Linked DNA regions of Mus musculus: all the other regions are linked to region 3. A link is a contact called in public Hi-C and promoter capture Hi-C data. All regions are on one chromosome and are shown on one strand. The core of a region is the stretch at or near the end of the contact, and the rest is flanking DNA. Distances in the headings are between cores, read along the strand shown. Region 1 holds the start of Mc1r (melanocortin 1 receptor). Region 2 overlaps Pcnx2 (pecanex homolog 2). Region 3 holds the start of Trim67 (tripartite motif-containing 67).

Region 1 (3,190 bases), core at 609-3,108, 1.4 Mb after region 3:
GGCCGTCACTGGAACTCACTCTGAAGACCAGGCTGGCCTCGAACTCAGAAATCCACCTGCCTCTGCCTCCCAAGTGCTGGAATTAAAGGCATGCGCCACCACCGCCCGGCTTGTCTGTCATTCTTTTAACTTAGAGACTTCATGTCTGTCCCAGCAGGAGAGCCCAGGCTGAATGAGCTGAAGGGCTGAGCAGGAGTTGCCTTGTAGGTGGGGAGAGGTGAAGCTCTTCAGGAGCCTGTGGTCTGACCCTTGCTCAGGGCTAGAGTTCCCATCCCTGTCTCCTCCACTTCCCGTAGCTGCCCTGGGTGAGCCCTGCAGTCACAGTTACCCTTTCTCCTGGCCCCAGGCACTCTGGGTTTCTATTTTAAAGCTCATCCTGTCGACCCTTAGACAAATGGAGATCAGGAAGGGATGAGTACCTGTGGTCTCACAGGATGCAGGCCACTGGATATCACTGTCACCCTCTGCCCAGCGCCCTCTGATCACCAGGAGCACAGCAGCACCTCCTTGAGTGTCATGCGGAGCTCCTGGCTGCGGAAAGCATAGATGAGGGGGTCAACAGTGGAGCTGAGGACGATGAGGAGGAGGAAGAGGTTGAAGTTCTTGAAGATGCAGCTGCAGGTGGGGTGCTGAGGGCAGAGGACGATGAGCAAGAGATGCAGGAAGAAGGGGCCCCAGCACAGGAAGAAAATCCCCAGAAGGATAGTAAGGGTGGCAGCACCCTTGAGGCAGAAGCCTTGGCGGATGGACCGCCGCCTTTTGTGGAGCTGGGCAATGCCCTGAGCGTGCTGGCACGCTCTCGTGAACATGTGGGCATACAGAATCGCCATGAGTGCCAGCATGGCTAGAAAGAAAGTGACGAGGCAGAGCAGAACGGCTGTGTGCTTGTAGTAGGTGATAAAGAGGGTGCTGGAGACGATGCTGACCATCCAGATGCCCACGACAGCCCGTCGTGCTCTGGGCAGCGTCACGATGCTGTGATAACGCAGCGCATAGAAGATGGAGATGTAGCGGTCTATAGCAATGATGCCCAGGAAGCAGAGACTGGACACCATGGAGCCACAGATGAGCACGTCAATGAGGTTGTCCAGCTGCTGCACCAAAGCCACTCTGGCCACCAGGATGCCCGCCTCCAGCAGCAGGATGATAGTAGTCTCCAGCACGATGCTGACACTTACCATCAGGTCAGACAGGGCCAGGCAGCAGATGAAGTAATACATGGGCGAGTGCAGGTTGCGGTTTTTGGTGATGGCTATCACAACCAGCACATTCTCCACCAGACTCACCAGCCCTAGGCTGAGGAAGAGGCCATCTGGGATGGACACATACAGGCACCAAGGCTCTGACTGGTTGGTGGCCAGTCCAAGGTGAGAGGTGGCATTGGAGTTGAGAGAACCCAGAAGACTCTTCTGGGGCTCCTGAGTGGACATAGTCTTGTCAGGAAGTAGGAAGCGGTCTGTGGAGGCTGCAGCTCCAGGTGGTATCAGCCCCCAGCTTCTGATTCACTTCATGTTGTTGTCGGGGGTCTCTGACATCCCTCAGACCGGCCTCTTTCCATACAGGCACGCTCCGATTTTCCTTTACACTTGTGTTCTTTCTGGCTGGACAGGCCAGCCTCGGCATGGCATAGACACTTCCTGCTGAGGACCCTGAGCTCTGCTCATGGACTCTCACTGCCAGTGTGAAGTAGCTTAGCCTTCTGCTGTTCTCCCTGTCTCTTCCCAAGTGGCTCAGGTAGAGACATGCCTAAACTCAACACCTCCAGACTTCTTGGTTACTTGCCTCTGATATATGTCTGGTTCCTTTCCCTCGCCAAGCCAGGGTAGACGGGACTCTGGAGAAGAAGGGAGCTTTTCTCTTAATCTTTTAACTCATCCCTGGAGCCCCTCCTCCTGAGGGTGGCCACATGATGGGCATGTGCCAGGGATGTGTAGTGCCCCAGGCTGCCTCTAGGGGGCAGAGGCAGCACCGAGAAACCGGAAAACTAGCTTTGGACTCCAACACAGGGTCTTGCCTCTCCCTTTTGTGTTCAAAGCCCCTGTGACTTACCAATCTCTTTCAGGCATTCAACCTCACTAGAACCTGCCCTGAGTGGCCCTACCTAAAGCTCCAAGCCCACTTCAAAAATCACTTTCCTGGGTTGTCTGAAACCTCCTTTCTCTCTCTCTCAGGCTGCGCTGCCTCAGGCAGCCACTGGGTGTGAATGAGGCACCCCTACCTCCCACCTTCATTCCCACTCTCCATTAGAAGTGTGCCAATGGCAGTGGCATTTCCACCTGAAGCTGAAGATGTGTTCATATAGCAGCAACTCAGCTACTGACTTCAAGGTAGCTTTAGGGGCTGGTCCAAGAACTTTGAGAATCAACAAGTAGAGGCAGGGCCAAGGCAGGAAAGAGCCCTATGCCAAGGGGCTCAGATGAGCTCTGGCAGAGCTGATGCTTAAGTCCCTCATGGGCCCAAGCTTGCTGAAGCCTCCCTTAACTACAGTTCTGGGTGTGGTAGGAAGCTGACTGACTAGAGGGGGCCCCGAGGCTATTGGCCAGCAAGCTTTGGTCAGTCACATCCCATCTTCTTAGTCTCACCCCCCACCCCTTCCCTTGAGGAGTCTCATTTCCGCTGTGGAGCACATGCTAGCCCTGGAGCCAGGAACCACATCAGGGCAGATCTGTCTCCAGCCTCTGTGGGCCAGCAGCTGGGCATGTGACTATTCATAGTGGTCAGGATAGCACGCAGTGGTGGTAGCAACCCACCCTTGGTTGCTGCTGGACTCTCTCCATGGTATCCAATGCTGTCTCAGTAGCACTGGATGGCCCCTTCTGCATACAGGTGAGGAGAGTAACTTAAGAAAGGCAGCAGAAGCTGGGCTGTGGTGGTGGCACACGCCTTTAATCCCAGCACTCGGGAGGCAGAGGCAGGCGGATTTCTAAGTTCGAGGCCAGCCTGGTCTACAGAGTGAGTTCCAGGACAGCCAGGGCTACATAGAGAAACCCTGTTTTGGAAAAAGAAAAAAAAAGAAAAGAAAGGCAGCAGGGGAGTGAGGCAGGGCTTCGCTGGAGGGCACTTTCAGTGTCTGTAACAGTCCCCTTAAGAGTCATTTCTGTTGTCTTGAGACAGGGTCTCACTATGTAACCTGAAATAGACCTGCCTCCCTCTGCTGCCAGAGTGCTGGCATCAAATGTGTGCTCGACCA
Region 2 (3,529 bases), core at 780-3,279, 1.1 Mb before region 3:
TGCTGGATCCCATTACTGGCTGGAAGGTGACTCTCTCAGCCATTGTGAGGCCTGGTCTTCACGTAACTGTTTTATGTCCCAGATGCTCTGCTCTGAATGGGGACTTGTGAACCATGTAACTTCCGTGTCTCTTTGGGAATTCCTGGAGGAAGCTGAGAGAGGAAGTTCATTTCCCTTCCTGGCTCCCTCAAACACTGTGAGACCAGCCCCCCTCCCCCCCACCACCACCACCGCAGAGGCTCACAGAGCACCCTGAGTCACACGCTAGCTGTTCTTCAAGCAGGCGCCTCTGGGAAGGATATCTGACTGCTCTGCTCTCCCCAGAAACCTGAATCACAGCATCTCCGGGGGCTGCTGGGAAATCCTGCCTGACAGTAAATCCGCTTTGTGTTTAACTGACCAGAACACAGGACTGATTTACTAGTTCAGAGCCCAAAGTGAGCTGATCTGCCTGAAAACTGATCTGGACGCAGGTCATCAGCCCAGGAAATGGAAGAAGTTGCCTGAAAGGCTAACAAATCTTCAGGGTTGAAATGATTCTCACTGCACGTCAGACATCCACTACTCCTTTATAGGCTTTGTAACTAAAATTTCACTCTCCACCCCATGCATGAGTGTATGTGTGTGCACACGTGTGCGCGTGCATGTGTGTGGTGTGTGTGTGTGTGTGTGTACACATGCACACATGTGCATGTGCAGTGCATATATAGGCCAGAAGGGAACTTTAAATCTCACTTGAGACAGAGTTTCTCATTGGCCTGGAGTTCTCCTAGCAGGCCAGGCTGGTGATGAGCCCCAGGAACACACGCCTGTCTCTGTCTCCTGAGTGTTGGGATTACAAGCTCACCTCAACAAACTTCACTGTGTGGGTTCTGGGATCAGAACCCGGGTCCCCAAACTTGCAGGGCAGGCACTTCATCGGCTGAGCCTTTGCTTGGTTTTTGCTTGGTTTTGTTTGGTTTTTGAGACATGCAGCCCAGGATGGTCTTGAACTTTGATTCTCCCTGCCTCTGTTTCCAGTTTCTGGGCTGACTGCCATGCACCACTAAGCTAGAGTGAGAGCTTCTGCTCTTCGTCCCATGAAAATTTGTCTACAAATGTTCTCCTTTGACAGACCCAAACCTTGAAGTTAACACTGCTCCCACATCACCTCTCATGGGCCATCCACCTTGTATTTCCTTTTTTGAGACCTGAGCCTCACCAAGTAGGCTGGGCTTCCCGGCCAGTGTGTGCCACCGATCCACCTCCCTCTGCCTCCTGAGTGCTGACACACCACTCCTGACTTTTGTATGTGGGTTCTGGGCCTCACACTCAGGGTCTTGTGTGTGTGTGGCAAGCGCTGTATCGACTGAGCCGTCTCCTCAGACCGTAGCTGCACCTGGCTTCCGAAGATGGGAAGCAGACAGAGACATTCCAGAAATAATCACCCGTTTTTTTGTTTTTGTTTTTGTTTTTGTTTTTTTGTTTTTGTTTTTTGTTTTTTTTTTGTTTTTTGTTTTTTGTTTTTTTTTTTTTTGTTTTGTTTTTTTTGCTTTATTCCAAGGAAGTGAAGACCTTGAGTTTGGAAAGACAGGGGTGGGGACAGCTGTGGTGAGACTGATGGGTGCTCAGAACAGGGAGATGTGGGGCTCCTCAGTGAACCCCACCAGCTGCCCTTTTGACAGCTCTCTTTGAGGATATTTATCCTCAAGCAAAGAGCGGTGTCACTGTTGGTTTGAAGATAAGTGTTTGCTGCATCAGGGTTAGAGACTTGGAAATTCTTGCCGGCTTTGATCACACAGAGGGGGGTGGGGGTGGGGGGATGGTCCCGGAGCAGGCCTTCCTGTGGTTTCTCCCACACCCTCTCTGAGGTGTGGTTTCTCAGTCTTTGTTGATCTCTCCTCGTCCTGGACTGGTCCTCATCCCGGGGTCTCACTCAGACACGTGGTTAAGAGGTGCTATTTCTCTCCAGGCCCCAGAGTTCCAGGAATAAAATTCCAAGCGGAAGCTGAGGCTTTGTGGCTGCACACACCCCCGGCTGCCACATGAGGGCACTCTCCATCCACTTGATTTCCCTCTGCAGCCTCTCAGAGGCTTCCCTTTATTTGTGCTGTCTTATGAAAGGGGAGTTGATCCCACATCAAAGCCCTCTCCCTGTTAGAAACCTCCCTCCCATCCCCCATCAGGCTGATGTCCTTTAGTGTCCTCTACAGCCAGTGAGCCTGTTACACTAACTTCTGTCCTAAGGCATCCCTCCCCACCCCCTTCCCACCCATCCCACAGTTGAGTCGGGAGCCTTGGGAAGGACAGGCAGAAAAGATAAGGTCTCCAGGGGGGCAGAAAACACTTGTTTTACAATCTGGTGAGGATAAGGAATTTCCGGCGATACTTTCTCTGTCACTGGGAGAAAGCAGCACTGGCCTTGGATTGTTCTTGCAGCTTCCCCAGATGGGTAGGACAACGTTAGGAACACAGGGACTCTAACCACTTTCCGTTTACCCCAGACCCAGCCCTGTCCCACCCAGCCCAGCAGAGATGCCAATTTGGAACAGAGCCTCATACTGTGTAACCCAGATTAGCCTCAGACTTCCAGCTATCCCCCTGCCTTAGTCACCCAAATGCTGGAATTCCAGGTTGGAGCCACCAGGGCCCAGCTCAGCTTCAGCCTCTTTGTTCCCTTCCGGGGCTGGTTCGTTCTTGTCACCCCTACACCACCAACCTCCCCCCTCATGTTTCTCTGAGTGCTCCAGCCTCTGCTTTGACCCTGAGGAGAACTAGTTGACCTGAGACCAACCCAGCCTCAGGCTGATGGAGACCTGGTGGTGTCACTGAGAAGGTCATTCCAGAGAGTGGGCTCTCTCCATCCCTCAGATGTTTCAGAGGAGGTGGGAACGTCCCTTGACATCCCTAATAAACAGTCCTGGAATAAATGTTTATTAATGCAGCAGAGAGCACTGGTCTCATGATCCTTTAATGCTGTAGCCGCCACAGCCTAGAGGAAGAGGATAGGCCCTGGAGGAGCAGCTCCATTTGAGGTACAGTCTTGCTAATCACAGGCTTGTCCCTCCAGGCTGCCCAGGAGCCAGCAGAGGTGACAGTGTGTGCTTGTGATAAGGGCCCAGCCACATCTAGTGAAAATAGTTCCTTGAGAGGGAAGCTGATCTGTTGTTTGAGTCTTTGTTAGATAATGATGAATGAATGCTGGACCTTCTTCACCATTGCAGTCGGAGCCAAGGCATTATCTATGGGAAGGCTGGCAGCCATCTTGCTACCTAACAGGGAGACTCAGGCCAAGTTCCTCATCAAGACGCAACAGCGAGACCAGAACCTCTTACTTACTTGTGCCTGACGTAGAGGCTCCATCAGGACGTTCTGTTCAGTCCGTTCTAGTTCCTACACCCCTAGGAAGGAAACGCCTGTCTCTCTCTCTCTCGGGCATAGAACCAAGGTGGCCAAGCCATGTGCTTTAAGCCGAGGCAGTCAGCAGTACAGCACTGGTTTGGATCCATTCCTGTTTATGACATAGTATTTTGCAATTAGAAGCATGCTT
Region 3 (3,460 bases), core at 538-3,037:
CAGTACATGCTGTAGTTCTCCATCTCGTGCTCGGGACATGTGGGGAACTTTCGCGGCGCGCTGGCCCCGGCACCCCCTGGGCTCCTGCATCCTCCTGCGCTGGAGGCAGTGGAAGTGCCTGTAACAGCAGGGGTAGCCTCTGGGGGTGTGGGCGGCGGCGGTGGCTGAACTAGCCGATGCTTAGCGAAGGGGCCCCGGGACGGGTGGCACTTGAGCTGGCAGGTGGCGCAATAGAGCACGTCGCATTGCTCGCAGAGAGTGGCTGCCGGCTCCGGTGGGGTGCGGTCGCACAGCTGGCAGATGGCCACCGCCGGGGCTGCAGCCGCCCCCGGAACAACCCCACGGCCCTGCTGGTACCGCTGCACAATGCCCTCCAGTAGCCGGTTGCGCTGGAAGCCTCGCAGGCCGCGGTGATCCAAGGAGGCGCTGCGGTGGCACTGCGGGCAGGTGATGGAGCTGGAGGACGAGCAGAGCGAGGAGCAGGCGGCGCCTCGGGCCGCGGCGGCCGAAGAGCCCGGGGGCGCAGGCACCATGGGCAGCACGCGGACTCCATTGGGGGACTTGAGGCTGGGGGTGTAGGAGCCATAGCCGCTGTCAGTCTCGCTGTACAAGCTCAGCTTGTCCGCGTGGTCTCCGCCACCGGTCGCCCCGCCGCCTAGGCCTCCGGCTGTGTTAGCTCCCGCGCCTCCGCTGGTCGCGCCGGCGGCTGCGTCCTGATCCGGAGGGGTTGCGGCGGCGGCGGCACCTCGCGAAAGAAGGAGCGGCGGGGGCAGGTGCTGCTCGCCGTCCGGGGTCTGAACCGCGATAGTGCGGGCGCACGGCAAGCAGACATTGTGAGAGCAGGGCAGGATGATGGGTTCCCGGAACAGGGATCCGCACACTGGGCACTTCAGCTCCTCCTCCATCGCCGCGCCCGCGGCCAGAGCCGCTCGGGACCAGCCAAGAATGGTCAAGGCTCCGAAGACAAGCGCAGCTGGGCTGGCGATGTCAGCGCTCTTGAGTCAGGAGGCGGGGGTATTTCACGGGCATGCTGTCTTCACCCGAGGGTGGCACGCCCCCTCTCTGTCCTCAGGCCACCGCCCTAAGACGCTTGGCCGCCAGAGAAAGGAGGGGTCCTCACCTCCTGAAGGCGAGGCTCCCTCACCGGAGGCAGCCGTCTGAAGGTGGCGGGGAGCCCTCGCGGTGGCCTCCGAGGTTGTCCAGGTGTTGAATAGGCAGCAGTAGCGCCGTCCGGGGTACCTCGTGCCTCCACTCCACGAAGGACCAGTGACCCGCTGCTGTGAGCCAGCAAGGCTACTGAGCCCGACTCCGCAGCGCCGCTGCCCCGAGTCTTCTTTCTGCGAGCGCCCCGCCCCTACCCAGCTCTTGGCCAGTGCCCGAGTGGCGGGGCCAGGGCTGGTTCAGCACCACCAGACGGCGGACAGCGCCCGCGAGAGGATGGGCCCGGAGTCCGCGCCCGTCCCCCCTCCCGCGCGCATCCTCCGCCAGGCTGCTGTGCAGCCGCGGCCACCTCGGCATCCCCCGGCCCGGAGACCGTCGCCGTACCGCTGCTCGGGCCGCTGCTCTCTGAGCTGCCTCCTCGTAGGCCGGTATTGAGCAGCGTCCCAGGCTGGCCTCGCCGGCTCCGGTTCCTGCAGCGCCCCTGACCTTGGCCGCGCCACGCTGCAGCGGCGGGTGGGGGGCGAGCACCCGCTGGCTCGGGAATCCCCCTCCCGGCCCCACCGCCTCCCGCGCCCGCCCGCCCGCCGTGCCGCGCGCCCAGGAGTTGTAATTTCCAGAGCGAGAGTAACGGGGCGGGGGGCGGGGAGCCAGGCGTCAGCTCAGCGAATGAGGGCTCGCCTCTCGCGGCTGGCAGTCAGGGGCGGGTCGGAGGGCTTCGTGGGGAGGATCATTGTGGAGAACTGCTCCGTTACGGATGGAGACTGCACGGTGAATTAGCACGGCGCCCCGCCCAGCTTGCCAGAGCAACCCTGGCCAGCTCCCGCCCTGCCCACTCCTCGCCACCATGAAAGCGTAAACAGCGGTCCCTAAAAGGCCAGTCGCTTGAAAAAGGCCTCGCAACACAGCGCGACAGTCGGTTCCTAAATCTATTTCCTCCCCGCAAAAAGCTTTCAAGGCACAAAATGTCGGACAGCCTCGCGCCAAAGGGCGAGGTTTGATTTATGCATCTTTTTACAAGCCTTTTTTTTTTTTTTTTTTTGTCTCCTTGGTTCTACTGGGGCTAGTCGTGGAAGATGAGGGCCGGAGGACTTGGCGAGGACACGGTGAAGGTTGCCAAATACAACCTCCCCAGGCTGCTCGCGAGTGCGGAGAGGCGGGAGGCAGCGAGCAGGTGTTCTCTTTATGAATGGGAGCTTCCTGCAACGTCGCCGCCCGCGCGCCTGGCTGCCGTCTGCCCGCTGTTCTGCGCTGGGTAGTGCCGGCTGCCCAGAGAAAGGAAGTACGCGCTGGGCATAGAGCTAAGGGCGAGCCCTGGAAGGGAAGAGCGCGTGGAGCGAAATGCGCACCACGCGGCCCTCTCTTCCTGTGCGATTCAAGCTGGCTTGGAACAGACAAGGAAATTGTCGATTTAGAAAGGATGTGTCAGTCAGCGTGCTGGCTCGTGCTTGTAATTCTAGCACTTGGGAGGCCTAGGCAGAAGGATTGCTATGAGTTCAAGGCCAGCTTGGGCTACATAGTAATTTCCAAGCTAGTCTGGGTGTTACATAGTAAGACTCTGCTGAACTGAAACAAACAAAAAAAAAAAAACAGCAACCGTGGCGCAGACTCCTGCTGAAGGAATGCAGGGCCCCAGCCACTGTCAGCATTTGGAAAGATAGCAGGAGGAGAGAAATGAAGCCACAGACTAATGAGGCAGCTGCCTTGGCCTGGCTCTGTGCCTAAGGGATAGAACCTCTGGTGGAAGGGAGGTCACCAGGAAAGCCATTGCAAAGCACCCCAGTGAAGCCCATATCTTTACAGGACTTCCGGGGTCCTGCAGCTTGCTTCCACCTGTCCAGTCTGGAAAATACTATAACAATATATATATGTGTCCGTGCCAAATTGTTACAGTAAATGCTCTGGACTACTTTCTATGCATCTCAGTTCAGCTGAATGGCTTACAGAAGTCTGGCTCCATGTTTAAGGGTAGGCTCCTGCTAAACCGGACATCCCAATTAGCCCTGCTTCAGGAAGCAGTGCTGCACGGTGGGGGTGGGGGTGGGTATGGAGGCGGCAACTGTCCTAATCCACTCTCTGTAGATGAAGCTTCAGTCACCTGGTCCTGCCAGCAATACACTGAAAAAAAGAAATTCTTCAGAAAGTCACTATTGATCCTAAGGTCTAGGAGAGTCACAACTTGGGTTATTGAAAGCTCTTCAAGAAGCTGGAAGGTGGTGGTGCACGCCTTTAATCCAAGCACTCAGGAGTCAGAGGCAGGTGAATCTCTGAGTTAGAGGCCAGCCTGGTCTACAGAGCGAGT

What was found. Promoter capture Hi-C pulls out the DNA fragments that hold promoters and counts their contacts. Hi-C and Micro-C count contacts between places; a contact is called where the count stands out from the background.
Region 1: a contact with region 3 is called in a promoter capture Hi-C map of liver, with 2.2 times the contacts expected there. The contact joins the promoter of Mc1r here to the promoter of Trim67 in region 3. A contact is called at or near these places in 2 of 39 promoter capture datasets (both in liver).
Region 2: a Hi-C map of nephron progenitors shows a contact between it and region 3, with 6 times the contacts expected there. The contact joins the enhancer-like site here to the promoter of Trim67 in region 3. A contact is called at or near these places in 6 of 39 promoter capture datasets (the 3T3-L1 cell line, cranial neural crest, hippocampal neurons and 2 more), 1 of 484 Hi-C or Micro-C datasets (nephron progenitors), 2 of 115 datasets of contacts at active chromatin or transcription factors (embryonic forebrain and forebrain) and 1 of 9 other capture datasets (embryonic stem cells).

Annotation. Positions count from the first base shown.
Region 1 is chr8:123,405,750-123,408,939 of GRCm38.p6, reverse strand. It overlaps Mc1r (melanocortin 1 receptor), which reads right to left and starts at 1,858. Exons shown (of 1, transcript NM_008559.2): 1 at 1-1,858. The coding sequence starts at 1,430. The coding sequence ends at 483.
Region 2 is chr8:125,869,506-125,873,034 of GRCm38.p6, reverse strand. The region is part of intron 8 of Pcnx2 (pecanex homolog 2); the gene reads left to right. Among named protein-coding and RNA genes, the nearest start is that of Gm46061, 19 kb to the right of the region's middle. Within about 2 kb of position 2,029, at least 67 of the 459 cell types and tissues checked have an H3K27ac peak or open chromatin away from gene starts, as enhancers often do. A contact at or near this core is called in nephron progenitors, where this site is marked.
Region 3 is chr8:124,791,346-124,794,805 of GRCm38.p6, reverse strand. Trim67 (tripartite motif-containing 67) reads right to left here and starts at 1,787. Exons shown (of 10, transcript NM_198632.2): 1 at 1-1,787. The coding sequence starts at 905. It overlaps Gm46059 (a long non-coding RNA gene), which reads left to right and starts at 2,419. Exons shown (of 3, transcript XR_001778718.2): 1 at 2,419-3,460.